2 separate regions of the Sus scrofa genome follow, and region 1 is linked to region 2. The links are chromatin contacts, called in public Hi-C maps. All regions are on one chromosome and are shown on one strand. Each heading gives the region's core, a stretch centred on a gene start, on an enhancer-like site or on the middle of the called end of the contact. The rest is flanking DNA. Distances are from core to core; before and after follow the strand shown. Region 1 overlaps RAD51B (DNA repair protein RAD51 homolog 2). Region 2 overlaps RAD51B (DNA repair protein RAD51 homolog 2).

Evidence for each region. Hi-C and Micro-C count contacts between places; a contact is called where the count stands out from the background.
Region 1: a contact with region 2 is called in a Hi-C map of alveolar macrophages, with 2.4 times the contacts expected there. The contact joins two enhancer-like sites. A contact is called at or near these places in 15 of 47 Hi-C or Micro-C datasets (alveolar macrophages, brain, embryonic fibroblasts and 9 more) and 1 of 2 datasets of contacts at active chromatin or transcription factors (skeletal muscle).

What each region holds. Positions count from the first base shown.
Region 1 is chr7:91,797,801-91,803,593 of Sscrofa11.1, reverse strand. The region is part of intron 8 of RAD51B (DNA repair protein RAD51 homolog 2); the gene reads right to left. Among named protein-coding and RNA genes, the nearest start is that of RAD51B, 210 kb to the right of the region's middle. Within about 2 kb of position 2,858, at least 1 of the 83 cell types and tissues checked has an H3K27ac peak or open chromatin away from gene starts, as enhancers often do. A contact at or near this core is called in alveolar macrophages, where this site is marked.
Region 2 is chr7:91,952,415-91,958,436 of Sscrofa11.1, reverse strand. All of the region lies in intron 8 of RAD51B (DNA repair protein RAD51 homolog 2), which reads right to left. Among named protein-coding and RNA genes, the nearest start is that of RAD51B, 360 kb to the right of the region's middle. Within about 2 kb of position 2,301, at least 7 of the 83 cell types and tissues checked have an H3K27ac peak or open chromatin away from gene starts, as enhancers often do. A contact at or near this core is called in alveolar macrophages, where this site is marked.

The DNA.
Region 1 (5,793 bases), core at 1,609-4,108, 160 kb after region 2:
CCAGAGCCAAACAGATAGCTGAAGCTTCTCTCAAGGAGGAACAAAAAAAAGCGCAAGGACCTCAGACACCATTTCTCCCCTGCCTTCCTCCTTCTCTCTCCTCCCTCCCTCCCTTCCTCCCACTCACCCTCTCCTCTCCTCTCTCCATCTCGCTCGCTCATGCCAACATCTCACAGCAGCTCTCCTGCACAGGAAGCTTTCCTGGCATGAATGATACACAGCAAAATCCTGAAACATGAAAAAGTTCCCAGTAATCTGAAGAAAAGAAGGAAAAAAAAAAAAAAAGACGGGGGTGAGGGTGTGGAAGGGAGTTACTAAACAGGAAAAGAGGGTGGAAGAGGCTAAATCTATTTTTAAAAAATAACTGCGATACAGGAATAGAAAATAATAGGGATCCAAGAAAAATTTCATTTACTTCCATATTCTAGAATTTTACTCCTTTCTCTCTATTTACTATGATGACATGCAGGCCGATAAAAGATCTTTTCAGTGGGCCAGGCTGACTTCTCGAATCTTCTGTCCCTATCAAAACTTAGACCAAAGACATCACCATTAATCTCTCTTGATGCCATCTGCAGCAGCATGGATGAACCTAGAGATGACCAGGATGAGCGAAGTCAGAGAAAGACAAATATTATATATCACTTATATGCGGGATCTAAAAAAATGGTACAAAAGAACTTATTTATAGGCGTTCCCTCATGGCACAGGGGAAACGAATCCAACTGGGAAACATGAGGTTGCGGGTTCGATCCCTGGCCTCGCCCAGTGGGTTAAGGATCTGGCGTTGCTGTGGGGTAGGCCGGTGGCTACAGCTCTGATTCAGTCCCTAGCCTGGGAACCTCCATGTGGTGCAGGTTAGCCCTAAAAAGAAAAGAAAACAAGACAAAACAATAAAGAATTATTTATAAAACAGAAACAAACTCATAGATTTCAAAACCCATCTTATGGTCACCACAGGGGAAACCATATGGTTGCCATAGGGGGAGGGAGAAATTGGGAGGGTGTGAATAACATATACTCTACTGCATAAAATAGATGATTAACAGAACCTACTGTATAGCACAGGAAAATCTGCTCACTAGTTTGTAATAACCTATACGGGAAAAAATAATAGATATATTTATATGTATAACTGATTCACTTTGCTGTACACGTGAACCTAATACAACTTTGCAAGGGGAGTTCCTGTTGTGGCTCAGTGGTTAACGAATTCGACTAGGAACCATGAGGTGGCAGGTTCGATCCCTAGCCTTGCTCAGTGGGTTAAGGATCCGGCGTTGCCATGAGCTGTGGTGTAGGTCACAGACAGGGCTCAGATCCCACGTTGCTGTGGCTCTGGCATAGGTTGGTGGCTACAGCTCCAGATTGGACCGCTAGCCTGGGAACCTCCATATGCCATGTGAACGGTCCTAGAAAAGGCAAAAAAAAAAAAAAAAAAATTGCAAGTCAACTCAATTCCAATAAAATTTAAAAAAAACCTTTTTTTAAATTTCTTAGACCTATGGAAAAATAAGATTCTTGATTTTGACTTAGAATTCTAACAAATTCAGACTGTTCTCACTAAGGGTCCTATAATAGCATAAAAATTATTTTTAAATAAATAGAAATAATATCAACTATTTAATATCAACAATGTGCTGGTATATGTGCATGACCTCTAATTAATCACATGCAAGTTAAACATCACCAAGTATTATTATCATGAGGATGTTATAGAGTAAAAAGACTTCCTAAGGCCATATAAGCTTAGTCAATGATGGAGCTAGTATTTGAATCCACTTTTTTTCTGGCTCCAAAGCCCACTCTCTATCAAACCATAGAAGAAAATGACCTATAATTAACTCTTCGACATTTGAACTCTATAGTTTTTTAAGCTTAATATTATAAGAACCCAGAGTTTGCTACAATCAACAATCCATCACATAGATTAGTAAAAATGGAGAATCATAATGCAAATGACATATTTGCTGGTTAAGGTAGACTGGCTATAGGTGATCTCTCCAGATTGTATTTCAACACCTGGTTAAGTCTTTAGAGAAGTTCAGAGCACGTGCTACTTACTTATTTAGACTAGAATTGGACACCAAGCCCTAACCTAATCCACAGGTTCAGAGTCCAACTCTAAAACATGCCTGCTACCCAGACATTAAATGAACCACTGGGGAATTCAGAAATGATATCGACTTTGCCAAGAGTCTCTTAATGCCTCTGCCATTCTGAACCTCAGGAAGCCCCAGAAGCGTAATTCCCTGAGAAGACCCCTTAGACTGGAAGCTAATCCCAGCAGAAAGTGATCCTTCTCGATGACTAATAACATCGCTCCAGTTTGAGGGGTATCCCTGTGCTCTGAACCCATCCCATCTCAGGTTGCTCCCATCCTCATTTTCTCTTCTCCTGTGTCTATCTCTGCATCTCCACTGTGTCGTTCCTATCAACATTTAAACATGTTCAAGCCCATATGTCCCCCGCTAGTCCATGATTCCCTGCATATGCTATCACCAGCCAAAATACATCAAAGCATGACTTGCACATGCAGATTCCATCCGCTCACTCCCAACTACTCTTTAACCAAATTTACTGAACTCTTGCAACCACCAGCCTACCAAAAAGGTTCTCAGAAAGTCACCCATGCTTTTTAGTTGTGAAATCCAGTGATCTTACTTGACCATTTACCCGAATTCAAAACTCCCTCTTTTAGCTTCCTTCTTTCTCTTCCCTTGGCTTCCATAAACCATACATACATTCCTGACTTTCCTCACATTTCTCCAATTCCCCCTCTTTAGTTCTGTCAGCAGACACACTTCCCAGAATGTTGCTTCTCCCCAAAAGCCCTCTCCTTGCACAATGTCATCTGCTTCCTCAATTTCAATGACACCAACTACACCCTGAAGAATACCAAATCTACACATCTAGCCTAAACTGGCCTCCATTCCTAGAAGTGTAAACACCATCTAAAAAAATGGAGGATACCACAAGGAATAAAACAATTTTCAAATTCATTGTCTAGTTCATCCTCTTGGATGTCTCAGAAAGGCACCTTCAACTGAAAGTATAAAAGTTGTTGAAATCAATATCTAGTCCCACTCTCCAAAAAAGTCCATTCTTCCCACTCTATTTCTCTTCTTAGTGAATACCAACACTCTTCACCCTTTTAATTAAACCAGAAACCTGCAATTATTTTTGATTCCTTCCTTTCTCCAATCAATCACTAAATCATAGTATTTTTACCTCCTAAATATCTCTCTATAAAATCTCTTCTCATCAGCCCACTGCTACTATCCAAATCCAGGCAACCATCATTCTTGACCTATATTACACCTAACAGCATCTTAACTGGTCTACCTACAGGCTTACCACCCACCAATTCACTACAGAGAGTGACAAAAACCACACAGCAACACACATATCACCAACACTGAGAGTGGCATATAGCAGGTGCTCAATATTTTTTTTTTTGGAGTGAATGAACTGATCAATTGACCAATCAAGCAATTCAGAACCCAAGGGCTAGCTTTAATGTTTCTTGAAAATCTCCCCAAAATCGAGTGAGTCTTAGGAAAAAATATATTTTGCCCCAAATATTTGCCTTTGTGTTACTTTGCTGCCCCAGATCGCAAAGACTGGGGAAGTACCTCAGACTGCTAAAGACAGTGTGGGATCCACTTTTAAACCTGCTGTGTAGAATCAACATGTATGTCTACAGTAGTGGTTCTCAATCAGGGATGACTTTGTCCCCAGGGGGTTGGAGGGATTGCTACTGGCATCTAGTGGGCTGAAGCCAGAGATGCTGCTAAATCTTCTACAGGGTACAGAAGAGGCCCTCACAACAAGGAAATTATCCAGTTCAAGTGTCAATAGTGTCCAGGTCTATAGTTACCAAAGCAAGACACTACCAGAGTAATGCTATTTCCAAATGTCACCAGATTAGGGTGTCACAAGATAGTAAACTCATTTATTCCTCTGTAAAATAAGATATGACACATTCCACTTTCTAAAGGAAAAGTTAATGGACTTCTCAAAAAAAAAAAAAAAAAAAAAAGGAGAGGGAGTTCCCTTCGTAGCTCAGTGGTTAACAAACCTGACTAGGATCCGTGAGGATGTCAGTCCGATCCCTGGCCTTACTCAGTAGGTTAAGGATCCGGCATTGCTGTGAGCTGTGGTGTAGGTTGCAGACACGGCTCAGATCCCACGTTGCTGTGGATGTGGTGCAGGACAGCGGCTGTAGCTCCGATTGGACCCCTATCTTGGGAACTTCCATATGCTGCGGGTGCAACCCTAAAAAGAAAAAGCAAAAGCAAAAAAAAAAAAAAAAAAAAAAAAAAGTAGAGCTAAAGTAATGGCTTAGCATTTCAGCTCTTAGAAAAAAAATTTATAAAAAGTTCTAGTAAGATTTATTCAATAACAAAATATCCCAACATGCAAATGCACACACACAATGTTTTATCATGGGGTTTGGGAGACAAAAAGAGTGTTTCTCCCTCTCATCCTCTCCTTACCTCCATGCTATTTAACCAATCATAACATAGTCGGGAGGTATGTTTTATTATCTATTGTACTTTTGATGTGCTTCCTACTCCTACGATAAAAATAAATAAGTGGAATTCTTTATATTTCTCTTAGAAAGGAAAGACAAAACCAAAAAACGTAAATAAAAATGCTTTACTTGTATGAAAAGAAACTATATTTTACCATAAGAAATAAATAATATTCTCAATTTGTATCTTGATCAAACAATCATCAAGTCAATGCCAATATGTAACAATTCTAAAAGCTTTATGTCTATTAACTATCTTTCCTGGATACCACATTTTTTTGTTTTGTTTTTTGTACCTTGTGTGGTACAACTAGGCTAGTGATCCCCCAAACTGCCAACTGCCCCTTTCATCTGGGGATATTTAACATTTTTCTTCTTTTTTTTTTTTTTGTCTTTTCAGGGCCATACCCATGGCATATGGAGGCTCCCAGGCTAGGGGTCCAATCAGAGCTGAAGCCACCAGCCTGCACCACAGCCACAGCAATGCAGGATCTGAGCCACATCTGCGACCTATACCCCAGCTCCTGGCAACGCCAGATCCTTAACCCACTGAGCCAGGTATCAAACCTGCATCCTCATGGATACTAGTCTGGTTCATTAACCGCTGAGCCAAGACGAAACTCCATAGATAGCACATTTTTAAGAAGTGTGCACAAAATCAGAGTAAGCTAAGAGACCAGCAACTATGACTCGGAGTGAAAAATTTAGGGGAAAAGTGGTTCAGTTAAATGTTAAAACCTCCACAGCCTGCTGTGACAAAATTTATTTTTTGTGCTTTATATGATGCCGTCAAGATTTAAAGTAACCCATCATAGGTCAACAAACCTGCTCAACGAGTGGCTGTCTGATTACTGTCTCTGATTGCTACCTTAAGAGTTTTGATCATCAAATGTCCAGGCTGTGACTTTAACAGAATGATCTGATATAGGCTGAAATAATGTACAGAGACCTCAAAATCAAACGTAAAACTCCTCTAATTTTCTGTTTTCATCTCCCTCTAAGAGCTTAGATGGCTCCCATTTACTTTTCTTTTTTTCTTTTTCCCCTTTTACAGCTTCGTCTGCGGCATATGGAAATTCCTGGGCTAGGGGTTGAACTGGAGCTTTAGCTGCCAGCCTACACCACAGCCACAGCAGAGCAGGATCCGAGCCACATCTGTGACCTACTCCACAGCTTGTGGCAACACCGAATCCTTAACCCCTGATTGAGGCTAGGGATCGAACCCACATCCTCATGGACACTATGTCAGCTTCTTA
Region 2 (6,022 bases), core at 1,052-3,551:
TGATGCCTGTGTCCACTTCCAGGCTCCCTCTGTGTCTCTGTCCTTTTTGCTAAGCAACAGGAAGAGATACGTGGGGGTGGCTTCTGCGGTACAACTGAGGCTGTATTGGCGGCACAACCCCTCCGTGCTTGGGAGCGCTTGTCAGAGAGCTGATTTGGGAGAAGGACGTAAGAAGCGTCGCACACCAGGAAAACACACTAATGCTATAAAATTGGAACTGTGGGCTCCAAGGAGGAACCTAGGTCCCCCAGGGAAGGCCCTCTGCCATGTGTTATCATTCATGCATCAGCTATCTGATCAGTCAGAGCTGGATGCCTGCGGGACATAGAACTTAGCGGCAGCTCCCATTCCCCCAGTGGTTGAGGGGAGAGCGGTCACCAGTTTGTAAAGCTTTTCAGTTATTACCACTTTCTTGGAAGCATTACATTTTTAGCCACCCCAGTTTGCTGGGACTCCCCCCTCCCGCCCCCCAGCTGGGGCTCCTCTAGATCACAATACAAGTGGGATTAAGGCCCCTTCAACCAAGACAGGGCCTGACTGGCCGAGAGAGGAGGGAGGAGAAAGGGAGGACAGAGGTCGTGGTTCTGCCTAGGTGTTTTCACCTTTCATCAGTCGCACATCTCGGCTCTTTTGTGTTAGGACAGCCTTTTACACCCCCTTTGAAGAGAATGCTCATGAGCCTTTCATACCACTGTCACTCATGTACCCAAATGTTAGAAGATTATTTTCTTTATGAAGTATGCCGATTAATTGCCAAGGCAACACCTGTGCATCCCCCCCCCTTTTTTTTTGCCATGGGAAGCATTCTAGGAAATCCATGTACAAGACTGCCTGGAGATCACCCACCCAGTGGCTTGGAATGCAGTGTGACCAAAGGCATTTCCAGAGAGCTCGCAGGACACAATGGCCATGCATGGGTGGATTTGCAGGATGGATTAGACAAACCAACCGCAACCTTTCCATCTTTTGTTTCGATCCCTTCCAGTAGATTGGCCTTGTTACCAATACTGATGCCAAGACTAGCAATTGCTCGCAACAAAGAATTGTTGTTAACCCCTACCCCCTGCTTCATTCACCCTAATTATTCTCCAACAATACAATGCCTTCAAAAAGCCTCCAACTGTCCAGCAGACACCATGGGCCAAGAGGAATCACTGCACACAAGCAGCTATCGATAAAAGACAATACTGAAGCAGCTTCTGTCTGGGTATTTTGCCCCATCTTCTCTGAGACAATGGGAAAGAGCTCAGGGAATAAAAAGGAAGTTCTGCCCTGCAGATCTTTTGTTTGTTTGCCAGTGCTGTGTCTGTTCCAAGTTCTTGGGCGTAGCCTTTACCACTCCCAAATACAGGAAAAAGCCTCCATTTCCTAGGAAATGCGGTTTCTATATTTTTGATGAATTCTTACTGAAGCCAAATTAGGACTTCAATGAGGATTCTGGTTCAGATTTTTTTTTTTTTTTCCCTTTCTGAGGCCAAATGCATCTCATGTACTGAGAGGCATGGGCCACTAGGCTAACTCACAATGATGTTTTAACAACACAAATAGTTCTTCTCATAACATTTTAGATGGCAGAGCAGAGCCCACCAACATATCAGCATTTTGGGGTTTTTTTTTTTTTTTTGGTTTCGTTTTGTTTTTGTTTTTTAAACAGATAACATGGGCAGACAGGGTAACTGAATAGCAAAGTAACAGACTAGGAACAGGCCATCATGAAAGGAAACCTATTTAAGAAACTGAAATTGATATAAGAATCCTGGAGGTTTCCGAACAGGGAAAAAATTAAGTCAGCAGAAAATTAAATGAGAGGAAGCCTCTGTTGATTGCAGCTCAACATATAATTAGATTGGGATGCACCCATGGTGATGAAATGCCGGCAGAAATAAAAGGTCATTTGTTTCCAATAGCCGATGCTGTCAGTCCCATGTTTAAGGAGAACAGACCAACACAGTAAGCCAGAATCTCAAAGCTATCCCAGGATAAAGGGGATTCATTATCGACTATTTGAGTCATCAAGTAGTGTGTGTCCATATGTAAATGGAACATGGGACCTGGAATGTGTTTAGTGTGTCAATTACTATACAGCAAGCAAAGCGATAAAAACCAAGGCTCCAAAAACCATGCTCACTTCAGAGCTATAAAGAAGTGAACAAAGGGAAACGAAATTCCCCAAAGAAGAAAATGACCAGATCAAAAAAAAAAAAAAAAAAAAAAAAATCAGCAAGCTCTAGACTTCAGAAAAAGAGAAAGTAACACCGACTGTGACCATTTAATGGTGATGTTGCTCAATACTTCTCACAAGCTAGATGACCTAACCCAAAGATGAACCCTTAAAAGTATGAAATGTGACATGATCTGAGGAAGCTGCTCTTTGCCTAAAGGTTTGCATGACGTACAGAAATTTATCATCGGAAAAAATGTCAACAATGCTTTACAGAAAAAAGAAACTTCAGTTTACCAGAACTTGGAAAAGTTAAAAAATGTGATCACCTTGAAGATATGTCACTAACTAGAAAATGGGCATGTTAATTCCAGGCAAGTTTTTGGTCCACTTCCAAAAATTATGATACTGTGTCAAAAGAAAGAAAGGGGGAGGGAGAGAGAGAAAGAAAGAAAAAAGTCATTGAATATCATATGTGAACCAAAGCAATGAATGATTTGAAGGCAAAAGTACTGATTTGCTTTAAAATTTCTGGTAAGGGGAGTTCCCGTCGTGGCTCAGGGGTTATTGAACCTGACTAGTATCCACGAGGATTGCAGGTTGGACCCCTGGCCTAGCTCAGTGGGTTAAGGATCCAGCATTGCTGTGAGCTGGGGTGTAGGTCCCAGATATGGCTTGGGCCCCATGTTGCTGTTGCTGTGGCTGTGGTGTAGGCTGGCAGCTATAGCTCCGATTTGACCCCCAGCCTGGGAACCTCCACATGTCAAGGGTGCAGCTCTGGAAAGAAAAAAGTATAAAATGTATGGTATAACACTACTACAGATAAAGTAGATAACAAGGACCTACTGTATAGCACAGTGAAATCTACTTAATATTCTGTAATAACCTATATGTGAAAAAAGAATGGATATATGTGTACATATAACTGATGCACTTTGCTGTACCCCTGAAGCTGATACTACACTGTCAGTCAACTACACTCCAATAAAATTTATAATAAAATAAAAGAGCTGGTATAAATTGCTCCAGCTTTTAGATATAAATAAATTCGGAAGACCACATCTTAAATTAATAGTAATACATAAGGTACACACTACAGTATTATCAGTAGTTGGAAGATATTAAAAGTCACTGTCCAAAGACCTCTTTAAGGAAGGACTCACTCTCTAGTCATGGGGAGTATGGTCAGCAAACAGCATCCAACATCAGCTCCTTCAGGTTCAGCCTCAGCTTTAGAGGTCCTCCTGGCCCGAGGTCATGCCATTCTAAGAGCAGGTCACATATCTTAACTAAGAGACATAGTGGGGGAGGGAGGGAGTATAAAGGCCACAGCTAGGTCTAGAGTAAACCTGACTTTTAATCGTAATGCTAGTTTATTGTCAGTCTAGAGGTTTTTTTTTTTTGGTGTTTTTGCCATTTCTAGGGCCACTCCCACAGTATATAGAGGTTCCCAGGCTAGGGGTCGAATCAGAGCTGTAGCCGCCGGCCTACACCACAGCCACAGCCATGCAGGATCTGAGCTACATCTGCGACCTACACCACAGTTCATGGCAACACCGGATCCTTAACCCACTGAGCGAGGACAGGGATAGAACCCGCAAACTCATGGTTCCTAGTCGGATTCGTTAACCACTGAGCCATGATGGGAACTCCAAGGATTTTTTTTTTTTTTTAATTCACTCTAAAACTTGCCATTGGGTTGGCTGAAGCTCTGTTGGATCTGTATCACAGATCAGTTCCTCCCTCTCCTCAATCCTGCCCCTTTCCCTTCCTTTAACAAGTGCTGATTCCCTACAACATCTTACACCCCCAAAGTCTATGGCAGTGTCTGCTTTTACAGAACCCAACCCGAGACAGCTGCTCAAAAATTCATCCATTCATTCAACACACAACACATATTTACTAAGGACCTATTATGTGCAAGTCCTGTTCTAGATACCAGGGATTTGGAGGTAAGTAAATCTCTACTCTTGCTGGGCTTCAGTTCTTCAGTTCATAAATACATGAACAAGTGAACATGTGATCAGTTCAGACAGCGATAAATATCCAGAAGAAAATAAAACAGGGTGATTGAGTGCATGGAGGGGGTGGGAAAGAGGACTGCTACATGAGCTGGGGAGTTGAGGGGAGTCTCTCCAGAAGAAGACTTTCTAGCCAAGACTTGAGTGATGAGACACACCAGTGAAGGTGATGAGACACACCAGTGAAGGTCAGGGTGAGAGCATTCTAGGCAGGTGTTTGGACTGCTGCAGGTGCAGGGGTCCTGAGGCAGAAACAAGTCTAGCACACTGAAGCGACAGCAGGAAGGCTGGTGCGGTAGAAGTTCAGTGTTATAAAGTCGGCGGAGAAGATGTGGACCCGTCCACAGTCTTCATCCCTGGACGCTTACTAACTCAAAAGATAGAACTGTCATATTTATCCGGTTAAGAGCACAGGTTTGGGGGCACACAACCTGGGTTCAAATCCTGGCTCTACTCATGACTAGCTGGGTGACCTTGAGCAAGTTACTAACCTCTCTGACCTACAGCTTACATGATAATGCACTGAAAACATCTTTCTCACTAAGGTTATCATGAGTATTAAGTGAGGTAATCTGAAGAGTGCTTATGTAGCACAGTGCCTAGCACCCAGGATGGGCTCCGTAAATTGCAGCTATTATTATTATTATTTTTAACCCCAGCAATTAGCACAGTTTCTAACATTCACCAGATACTCAGAAAGTATATATTAATGAAGTAAGGCCAAACCCTGATTGCATGTATACTCTGCTTTCCTCTTCCTCTGAACAGCAGAGGAAACTATCAAATTCGAACTGATAGGACAAAATTGTGACAAAGGGAGCTTCACCAGTTCAACAAAGACTTATTAAGTCCTAACATAAGAAGCACTGGACTTCCTACCTCCATGGGGCTTACAACTGAGAAGGGGAAACAAAAATGCTAAGATCTTCATTCTCCAGGCCACACATGACAAGTGCCATCCAAGCACAGATTATCCAGGGTTCAGAGTTTGGAGGCCACACCCAATCGCTCCCTAGTTAGGGTGGCTATGGAGGGTATCTTGAAGGGTGATGGGATTTTTGATGAGCAAAGATGAGAAAAGGAACTCATCCTAGGCAAACAGGATGGACTAAGCCAAGCGTAACATGAAGAAAGCAAATACCTCTTTAGGGAAGGATGCCTAGTCCAGACTGGCTGGGGGATGGGGGCTTATGCTGGGGACTAATAAGAGATGGGTCTGGAAAAGGCAGTGTGGACTAGTCTGGAAGGTCCTCAGATGCCAAGGTCCGGTGGGGGGAAGGGAAGCAGAGACGCTTCAGAGGCCAGGTATGGCCAGGCTGAGACAAAACTGACGGCCGGCTGTGTACAGGGTGGAACCCAAGCAGGGGGAGCCTGGGACCAGGGCAGACACCATCAAGTCACTTAATCCTGATAATAAGCCAACGAGCGAGCGTTGTCAGAAAGGGAGATGGAGGCAGTGTGTGCCCAAGGTCGTGCAGCTCGGAAGTTTTGGGAGTGGGGTCCAAATTCAGTCAATCGGACTCCAGAATTCATGAGGACAGAGAACTGAGTAGGTGACTCATGCAATGGTCTTTTGAATGGCAGGGGGAAAAAAAACACTTGGGCTGGCCTGCCTGGGGTGGGGTAGGGGAAGTGCAGGCAGAATTATAAGCTTTTTAAAAATAAAATCTGAGAACAAAAAGAGTTTAAGAGGAACTTATATTTATATGATTGAGCCAAAATGATGAAATGAAACAGTTTATTATGACATCATGACAGACAATTTAAAAAGAGCATAAACATGTTTTTCTCACAACAAAGGAAGAAAAGAGCTTTAAAAAAAAAAAAAAAGAGAAAAAGG